Linked DNA regions of Mus musculus: all the other regions are linked to region 2. Evidence: chromatin contacts called from public Hi-C and HiChIP or PLAC-seq data. All regions are on one chromosome and are shown on one strand. The core of a region is the stretch at or near the end of the contact, and the rest is flanking DNA. Distances in the headings are between cores, read along the strand shown.

What was found. A called contact is a pair of places that touch in the nucleus more often than the background predicts. HiChIP or PLAC-seq counts read pairs in DNA pulled down with a chosen protein or histone mark.
Region 1: a contact with region 2 is called in a Hi-C map of the C2C12 cell line, with 3 times the contacts expected there. The contact joins the enhancer-like site here to the promoter of Eya1 in region 2. A contact is called at or near these places in 13 of 39 promoter capture datasets (the 3T3-L1 cell line, 3T3-L1-derived adipocytes, the C10 cell line and 8 more), 2 of 15 datasets of contacts at CTCF or cohesin (large pre-B cells and pro-B cells), 21 of 484 Hi-C or Micro-C datasets (the 3T3-L1 cell line, 3T3-L1-derived adipocytes, the C10 cell line and 12 more), 8 of 115 datasets of contacts at active chromatin or transcription factors (the NIH/3T3 cell line, acute myeloid leukemia, a beta-TC-6 cell line and 5 more) and 4 of 9 other capture datasets (adipose tissue, embryonic stem cells, liver and 1 more).
Region 3: an H3K4me3 HiChIP or PLAC-seq map of bone marrow-derived macrophages shows a contact between it and region 2, with 5 times the contacts expected there. The contact joins the enhancer-like site here to the promoter of Eya1 in region 2. A contact is called at or near these places in 4 of 39 promoter capture datasets (the C10 cell line, cranial neural crest, maxillary cranial neural crest and 1 more), 4 of 484 Hi-C or Micro-C datasets (LSK cells, bone marrow-derived macrophages and uterus), 4 of 115 datasets of contacts at active chromatin or transcription factors (bone marrow-derived macrophages, craniofacial prominence and stem cell-derived neural progenitor cells) and 1 of 9 other capture datasets (liver).

Annotation. Positions count from the first base shown.
Region 1 is chr1:14,565,063-14,567,983 of GRCm38.p6, forward strand. No RefSeq gene overlaps it. Among named protein-coding and RNA genes, the nearest start is that of Msc, 190 kb to the right of the region's middle. Within about 2 kb of position 1,524, at least 10 of the 459 cell types and tissues checked have an H3K27ac peak or open chromatin away from gene starts, as enhancers often do. A contact at or near this core is called in the C2C12 cell line and embryonic limb bud, where this site is marked.
Region 2 is chr1:14,308,811-14,311,733 of GRCm38.p6, forward strand. Eya1 (EYA transcriptional coactivator and phosphatase 1) reads right to left here and starts at 1,389. Exons shown (of 18, transcript NM_001310459.1): 1 at 836-1,389.
Region 3 is chr1:14,594,298-14,597,503 of GRCm38.p6, forward strand. No RefSeq gene overlaps it. Among named protein-coding and RNA genes, the nearest start is that of Msc, 160 kb to the right of the region's middle. Within about 2 kb of position 1,899, at least 33 of the 459 cell types and tissues checked have an H3K27ac peak or open chromatin away from gene starts, as enhancers often do. A contact at or near this core is called in bone marrow-derived macrophages, where this site is marked.

The sequences.
Region 1 (2,921 bases), core at 274-2,773, 260 kb after region 2:
GATCCTATCTCAATAATTAAAACCAACCAATCACCAACAAATAGTGGGTGTTTAATCAAGTTATAATCAACTAGTGGGAAATGTCCTATTTATTCTCTGAGTAGGAGGCCTACTGCTGGTATTCCTGGCCTGTTGTATCTACTATTTAGAGAAGCTAAGAATGAAGCAGGGTAATTATTTTCATGGAAGCAGATAGAAGAAATTGTCCCAGGCAGGATGCTTGTGTTTTGACTTGGATGCTCTCAATACCAAGAGTCAAAGCAGTACTGTGTAAGTCGCATCAAGAGTTATCTTTGAGAAACATAGTCAGTATAAATCAGGTGAAGGTGTAAGACACATTATGGTATACAAGATAGAAAATGCACCACAAGCTAATGAAATAATTAAAATCAGTGAAAAGAGCAGCTGAGAGTGACATGGTCATTCCTGGGGGAGTATCACTCAACCCACAGGGGACATGTGCATACCTACATGACAGCTGTGAATGACCTTGCAACTTTCTCAAAAAGTATTAGAGCAGTAAATAAAACGCTTTCCCAGTGGATGAAATAGCCATCACTTCTGCCAACCTAAGCAAGGCAGGCTTAGGTTTATGTGTGTCCCATTGCTAATAACCTGCGTGCTGGAAACATTTCAATGAAAGGGAGTTCACAGCCCCACAGGCCGGCTCAACATATATCTATCATGCATGTAAACAAGCAAACCATTATGTCTCTTATTGAGATAAAGCAGACAATGATATGTGGGGGCTTTTCATGAGACAAAGAGCTTCTTATTGGAGTGTGGATAATCTCCTTGAAAACCTAGTGTTTTGGCAAATCGCACCAGATTAATCTATTAGGCATCTCCTTTCATTATCAAATTTCCGCTGCCTATCACAGTGGCTGTCTTATCGAGCACCCCCTGTTCAATAGCAACCCCATTCCTAGGATTTCAGATGCTGGCCTGCCCTGCTCACAAAACAGGTGTCCCTACTGTTTGCAGCAGAAAGATCTCTGCGTGGAAGCCTGGGAAAGGGCAAGGCTGTCAGCCCTGGTTCTACCTGAAGGGACAGGTAACAGAAAACTGTTGATTCAATGAATAGAACTTAATTGGCAGGCATTAGCTGGGAGTAAATGTTTTTCGGAATTAAAATTCCTTAAAAATGTCCCACTAACAAGAAGGCTCGAAGAAGAAAACCACACACAATGGTTTTGTAATAACCAAACGGAGGACTCCACACAGTGGGGTATTTCTCTAGGGAATCATCTAAACACACTGCTAAAACTTTAGTATGTCCTTTCCAACAACTTTTTAAACTTGCCTATGGGTCTATGTTGTGGGGTTCATCACCTGCATTGAAGAGGAAATGCATTTATTGTGACTCTACAAGCAGCTAGTATTGCAAGTCAATTAGTAAGATGTATCAGGTTTTCTGGTTCTTGGCATCTCTGTTGCCAGCCTGTCTTCTCTTTCTTACTTAATAAAACTGGGCATGTGGTTTCTGACTAGATCTTTTGTGTGCTAGGCTAGGGTCACCCACCCACATGCAGTAGTGAAACCTGCAGCTAATACAAACCTCAGCTTTAGTGACGATGTCCCAAGGAATGTATGTGTAATCACCCAGCTCTTTGTTTCTATTGTACATGATGTTTGTATTCTAGATGCATTTCATGTTTATATTTAAATTTATTTGCATACAGAGGTCTCACAGTTGACAGTCATTTTGTTTTGCTGAGTCAATACCAAGATTTCCCTAATTTCTTTCTTTTTCTTTTTTCTTTTCTTTTTTTTTTTTTTCAATACTGGGTGGTTAAATTCTCTCCTTGCTATGTATCTGCACCCATTTGCAGTTCTCCAGAATAAGAAAGACTCCATTCTCTACTCTGAACCTGGCCCTTACAAACTTGGCTGATGTGTGCTGTACTGTAATAAAGACATTCAGGAGGCCACCATGCTGGTGACCAAAAGATCAGTTTGTCAGTGGCTTCCCTGACTGCTGGCAGAATAGGTCGGTAGTAGGTGCCGGATCTGCAGGGTCTGTAGGAAGCATTTGATAAGTGTATGCCTTTTGCTTCTGGCCCTCCACAGCGCCAGCTTTGTTTCATCTATAGATGAAACAAAGTCTACCAGGCAATTATGAACTGAAGGCAGGAACGGCCAACTCTCTCCAGGTTTCCTCAATCAGTGTGATTAAATTTCTCAAAGGCAGGCTGCAGTGGCTGAAGCAGCTGCAATGACTTCTGGAAAACTGTTGGGCAGCTCAGAATTGAGCCTTTCATTTAACTACTTGCTGTTTCTTTTTATTATGTGCAAATTGTGGCTTAATAGATTTACAGTCTCTATAAAGTCACAACTATTAGGTAACCCAAGTGTTTCCCTAACATACTACAATGGTATGAACCCAAGAAGATTATGGCTAGGGTTAGAACAAACTTTTTTAAAAATGCTGACACTCTATACTATCTTTATTCAAGGAGCAGTATTTACACATTTATAGAGTGAAATACAATGTATTCAGCTTGGGTGATTAAAAAAAGGAAAAAGTTGAGCTAACTATCTTGTCACAGATGAAAGATACAACCCCCCTAGTTAAGGGCCATTGACTTAGAAATATACACATCAGGCATATAGATACATGTATATGTATATGCATACAATATAAATGTATGCAAAATAAACATATATATGAACATACATGCGTGTTTATTTTAAGTAGATATTGAAATGGATTTCTTCCTTTTTCCATGCATGACAAGGACTGAAGAGATAGCTCAGAGGTTGAGAGCATGCACATCTTTAAAGAGGCCCTGAGTTTGGTTCCCTGCACCCACCTGAAGCAGCTCACAACTACCTATAATTCCAGTTCCAAGGGACCCAATAGCATCTTCTGGATTCTGAGGTCACCAGAATGCACAAGTGCATATTCCCACCCATAGATG
Region 2 (2,923 bases), core at 139-2,638:
CAGTTCATAATGTATTGAATTATTGCAAACGTTATGCTTAAATGTCTTCAAAATTCCTCCCAAGAGTGTAAGCCTATGAGTTGTTAGCAATTCAAATACTGATTTTGAAGGGCCGTGCTTTACACGAATATTCAAAAGTTTCAAAATCTGGAGTTTAGCTTCCAAGTGCATTCAAATCACAAAAAGGGCCAGAGAGGGACAAATACTTTAAGGGACCAAAGGCTTATTGTATCGAATACTGAAGATGAGCCTGCTTAGTAAAGTCTTTGATAAATTTGCTTTGGAACAAAAAGGTGTCCTTCTTGAAAACATAGTTATCAGCTCGTTGTTCATCTGCTGAGTTTTCCGTTGTAAACCTTTCCTCATTTATCAACCTAGCCGTAGAAAAAGTGATCTGTGTAATAAATACCACTAAGTATACCTTTCGTACCTATACATCTATGTATGGATATAACCCTGTTCAATACCACTCAATATTCTGGGGCTAGTGCAGCAATTAAGAAAAGATATGAAATAATTCCCCCGTCTGAGAATATTACCTAGTGTTCTACTTATCTATAAAAATCAGAACAAAAGTAGTTAATTTGCAATGATCCTTTAATGATCCTAATGGCTCCGATCATTTGGAGGGTAAAGATTACAATTTTACGACGGAACCCAGCGGCTTCTAAAGTCCCAGAAACAGTGTTATTGTTTTCCCCAAGCCACAGTGCTTTTTTTCTTTGAAAACAAACCAAAACCCTAATAAAGGCTCTCCAGTTATCTCGGGCTTTGCCCACCAGACAGTAAGTAGTACTTGGTCATTACAGTTTTTCAAACACCAGCTTGTACTTACAGCGCTCACATCTGCTGCCTCCACCGGTTTAGTGTGCTCCTTGGAGTTTTCTGTGTTAGCAGACCTCCATTCCTGACATAGTTTGGCTGCTGTGCAGGAACACGGGGACCCGGGAGCTCTCAGAGGCGCTGTGACGCGGCTGGCAGCGGAGCGCAGAGGCCGGGGATTGCCCGGCTCCCGGGGACTGCGCCCGGGCGCTGCTGCAGGCTCGGGCTGTGGAGCGACTGAGCGCGATCGCCTTCCCCAGGAAGGACCCCGCCACCGCGCACCGCCACAGGAAGGCTTCCAGTCGGAAGTGGCCCTGCACACTCGCTACCTCGCCGCAAGCTCGGAGCCATCAGCTCGCCGCGGTCTGTTTGGGAACGGCTTTGCGCCCCAGCGAACGGCAGCGGCAGATAGCATCTGAGACGCCTAGACAAAGAAACAGCAAAATCTCATCCCCCGATTTGTTTGCGCAGCCTTGTAGGTCTGCCCACGAAGCCTCGGGGCTTTTTGTTTTGTTTTGTTTTTGCAACGCAAACCACAGCTAGTCTCTTGTCCTAACCTTATTGGTTTAAATGCAACAATTGAGAGGAGCAGAGCTTGGTCTGACTCAACCTCGCTGCTTTAAAAAAAAATTTATTATGTAAATGACGCGCCCCATGATATCTGAATAAACAGCTGTGGGGGAAGAACTTGTGGGAACCTCTGTCAACACACACACATCCTCCCGCGCCAGTAGCTCCCAATTAAGATCTTTGGGGAGTAGTTGCATGTTATCTTTTACACTTTTTCAATACTTTTTTTAAAATTTTTTTTGAGGACCTGAAACTTAGGAGAACGGATACTTTTAACACTTTTTCCTAAAGTACCTACCTACTTACAGGTCTGGAGAAGATTTAAAAAAAAAAAGCTGTTTCTATGAAGTAGAGGGAGAATGGGCAAACGTGTTAGCTATTAGCAGCTTAACAATGAAAGCCTGGCGGAGGATTCTGCAAGGGTTGCTAGGAGGCCAAAGGCTTCAGTTCTTTGGCTAGGACCCAGATAATATTTCACCATTAACATTTTTAAATGGGTCTTGAGAAGAGATTCGTTTAGTCTGGAACTTGCTTTGCAACTTATCCTTTTAAAAACTCACAACCTTAATTCAGAATCTATGAGTTAGGCGTTCGTTCGGTGACACCTAGGAGCTGAGCTTCAGTTAACAAACTATGTTTTATCCAAGTCAAGGGTTTAGCCATTATGATAATTTGTAATCTTGAAAGAAGGCGTCTCCTTATATGGGTTAATATTTTGTCGGTCCTATATCACAGTTTAAATGCAAATGCAAACTAACACTCACTCTGAAATTAAGTCTGGATATGCATTTTAAGAAGGTATTTTTATCATCACCAATATTTCTATTCTATGTGCTCTTTTTATTAAAAAAAAAGTCTCCTTATTTTAATTTCTCACCTTGGTATGAACATGTTTTTACATCACAGTAACTTCACATCAACTAATAGAGGAGATAGATGGGTCCTACCTTAACTCTGCCAATTAGGAAACGAAAGCACCTTCAGATGATGCAAACAAAACCCAACTAAATGGTTCTAAGGACCAAAATTCCAAACAGGAGTTCTCCCTTCCCCTCCTAGAAAGGATGCCAGTCTAAATTCCTTGCAAAGGAGCACTTTGTCAAACCTAAGAGGCAGCTGGGACTTCAAACTCACCTAGGATTTCATCTTGTTCAGCACCAGCAAGGAACCATGAGCTAGGTATCTACCATATTTGGGAAGCCAGGTCAAAAAAACAGTTGATTGCTATTGGATCATATATGCAGCTGACATAGTTACGTTACCTCCTACAGCACTCTCTCAGACCAGAAGGATCAGTTATTCAACATACCAAAGTGCATGTGCAGAAAAAACAAAGTCTATTATGGAGTTTTCTGTTGCAGTCAGGTAAAATCTAATGCTACATTAGTTCTATTTACAATACCAAGCACCCAGACAGTAACTTCTTTTGCACTTAGATTTGTTACTAAATTACCCAAGACATAACATTTGACCTCTGGCTTAAACTTTACCTTCAGCTATTGCATTCATGCTTCCTATAGGTTAAAATTAT
Region 3 (3,206 bases), core at 649-3,148, 290 kb after region 2:
CATCACTCTGCTTCTTGATGATGGATGCTGTAACCAGCTGCCTCGTCCTCATGTTGCCATGATACACTCACCCTGGTAGATTGCACCTAAAGCTGTGAGCTAGAACAGATACTTCCTTCTTAAAGTTGCTTTTGTTGGATATTTTATCACAGCAGCAGGAAAAGGAACTAGGAGACCACCTGTCCAAATTGAGGAATCTGTAAGCTGCTCATAGGTTTTGAACAGCACAGATCATCCACACTGTCCCCTTAAGGGACATTGTTGTCCCACCATTTCCCACCAAAACCTGTGCTGAAAAGCCTGCTTTATAAGTAGTCAGGGAAACTGAGGCATGGACATGGAGCTCACATATCTGTGGGTAAATGACAATACCTAAGAAAGCAAAGAGGTCCTGGACCAGCATGGCCACTGCTGGGAAGACCTCTCTCACAGTTATTGCTCCACCTCCTTTATTCAAATAGATTCTTTCGTCATACAGTATATCATGATTAGAGTTTGCCCTCCCTCTACTTCTCCCAGTTCCTCCCCACTTGCCTTCCCATCTGGATCCACTCTCTGACTGCCATTAGAAAAGAACCAGCTTCTAAGCTATAACAACCAAATGTAACAAAATAAAATACTAGATAAAACAAAACCCATCACATCAAAGTTGGACAAGGCAAACCAACAGAAGTTAAAGATCCCTAGGAGAAGGCACAAACCTTCTGCACACATTCAGAAGTACCATAAAAGTATTAAACTGAAAGCTATACTATATACACCGAGGACCTGTGCAGACCTGTTCAGGCCTTGTGCTTGCTGCTTCAGTCTCTGTGAGTTCATCTAAGATTTACTCAGTTGACTTCGAAGGCCTTGTTCTCCTGATGTCCTCCATCCTCTGTGGCTCTTATACTCTCCTCTTCTTCAGAGTTCACTGAGCTCTGAGGGGAGGAATTTGATGGACACATCCCATTTAGAGCCAGTTCTGTGTAATGTCCCATCTGCTGCAGCAAGTACATCTCTGATGCTAGCTGAACAAGCACTGATCTGTGAGTATAACAGAATATCATTAGGATATTTATTGTTACTCTTTTTAGTCCAGTAGTCTTTGGTTTTACCCTGGGGCACTGGTTATATAGTCCCTGGTTCTTGGTCACTCACGCTATGTTATATGTGTTTAATCTCATGAAATGGGCACTAAGTCAAATCAGATATTGGTTGGTTACACCCAACACAAGCTTTGTGTCACCATGGCCCTAGCATATCTTACAGGCAGAAAAGATTGTAGGTCAAGAGTTTTGTGGCCGGGTTGGTGTTATGCTTCTACTTTGGTAGCCTGAAAAGTATCTTCCTGCCACAAAAGATAGTAGAATATAGGAGTGAAGGATGAAGCTGCTCTGAAGGCACCACTAGGTCTTCCTCTTCATGCTCAATGTGTTGTGTGGGTGTTGTCTTTAGCAGTGGGGCCTTACTGTCAGTTTATGGAGAGCCGCACATCCTAGCAATATCCTGGGTTGTTTGGGGATTTCCATGGGAACCTGTTGGCCAACAACTCAGTTGGATGTAACTCAGGCCCAGGACTGGAGGCTTCTTTTGGTGACAAGTGATAAACTTAATTGACATCTCCCTCATTTTTTTTTGGAGACTTCATTAACATCACCTTCATATATTTTAGAAAGTTTCCACTGACCTAGGTGTTCATATATCTCAAATGCTTCTCAATTCAAGCATCTCTCACTGCATTCCTTCCTTCACACCATTTTTCCTCCCTTCCCCACCTGATCTTCCTATTTCAATCCCGCCTAATCCTTCCATAAAATCCATTCTACTTCCCCTTTTCATGGAGAGCCATATGTCACACCAAGTCCCTTCTACTTCCCCTTTTCAGGGAGAGCCATGTGTCACACCAAGTCCCTTCTACTTCCCCTTTTCAGGGAGAGCCATGTGTCACACCAAGTCCCTTCCTTTTCATCAAGCCTCTCTGGGTCTATATATTGTAGCTTAGTTGTTATTTATTTAATGACTAATATCCACATATTAGCAAATACATATGACATTTATCTTTCTGCATCTGGGTTACTTCACCCAGGACAAGTTTTTTTCTAGTTCTATCCATTTGCCTGCAATTTTTATGGTATCTTTTCTTAAGTGCTGAGTAATACTACATTGTGGAAATGTATCACATTCTCTGTATCTATTCTTCTGTAGAAGGACATCTAGGTTGTTACTACTTTCTGGATATTATTAATAGAGCAGTCATAAACATGGTTGATGAAACATCTGTGTGGTAGATGAAAGGTACTTTGGATGTATGCCTAGTAGCAGATCTTGAGGAAGATTCATTTCCAACTTTCTGAATACCCACCATACTGATATTCAAGGTGGTTGGACAAGTTTGTACTCCTACCAGCAATAGAGGAGTATTCACCTTGTTCCACATCCTTGCCAGCATGAACTATCACTTATGTTATCAATCTTCACCATTCTGACAGGTATAATGTCAAAGTAGTTTGATTTGTATTTCCCTGATTACTAGAGATGTTGAACATTTCTTTAAATGTCAGCAATTTGAGATTCTGCTATTGAGAATTCTGTTTAGATCTATTCCCTATTTTTTAATTAAATTATTTGTTGTTTTTATCAATACCTAGTTTCTTGAGTTCTTAGTCCTCTACTGGATGTGAAGTTTGTAAAATCTTTTCCATTGCATATGTTGGCATGTTGTAGGATTGACAGTGTCCTTTGCCTTACAGAAGCTATTCAGTATCATTGCTCTAGTGCCTGTGCTATTAGTGTCCTGTTCAGAAAGCTGTCCCTATGCTAATGTGTTCAACACTTTTCTATACTTTCTCTTCTATCAGATTCAGTATACCTCATTTTATGTTAAGATCTTTGATCCATTTGGACTTGAGTTTTGTGCAGGGTGATAAATATGGATCTACTTGCAGTTTTCTACATGCAGCCACCAAGTTTGACCAGCACCATTTGTTGAAAAATACTGTCTTTTTTTTCCCAGTGTGTATTTTTGGCTTTTTCATCAATAATCAATGTCAATATGTGTATGGAATTTAGTCTGGGTTTTCAATAATATTATATTGATCAATGTGTCTATATTTATGCCAATACCATGCACTATTTATTACTATAGCTCTGTAGTGATACCTCCCACAAATTCTTTGTTGTTCAGGATTGATTTAGCTATCATGGGTTTTTTTCTTTATGAAGCT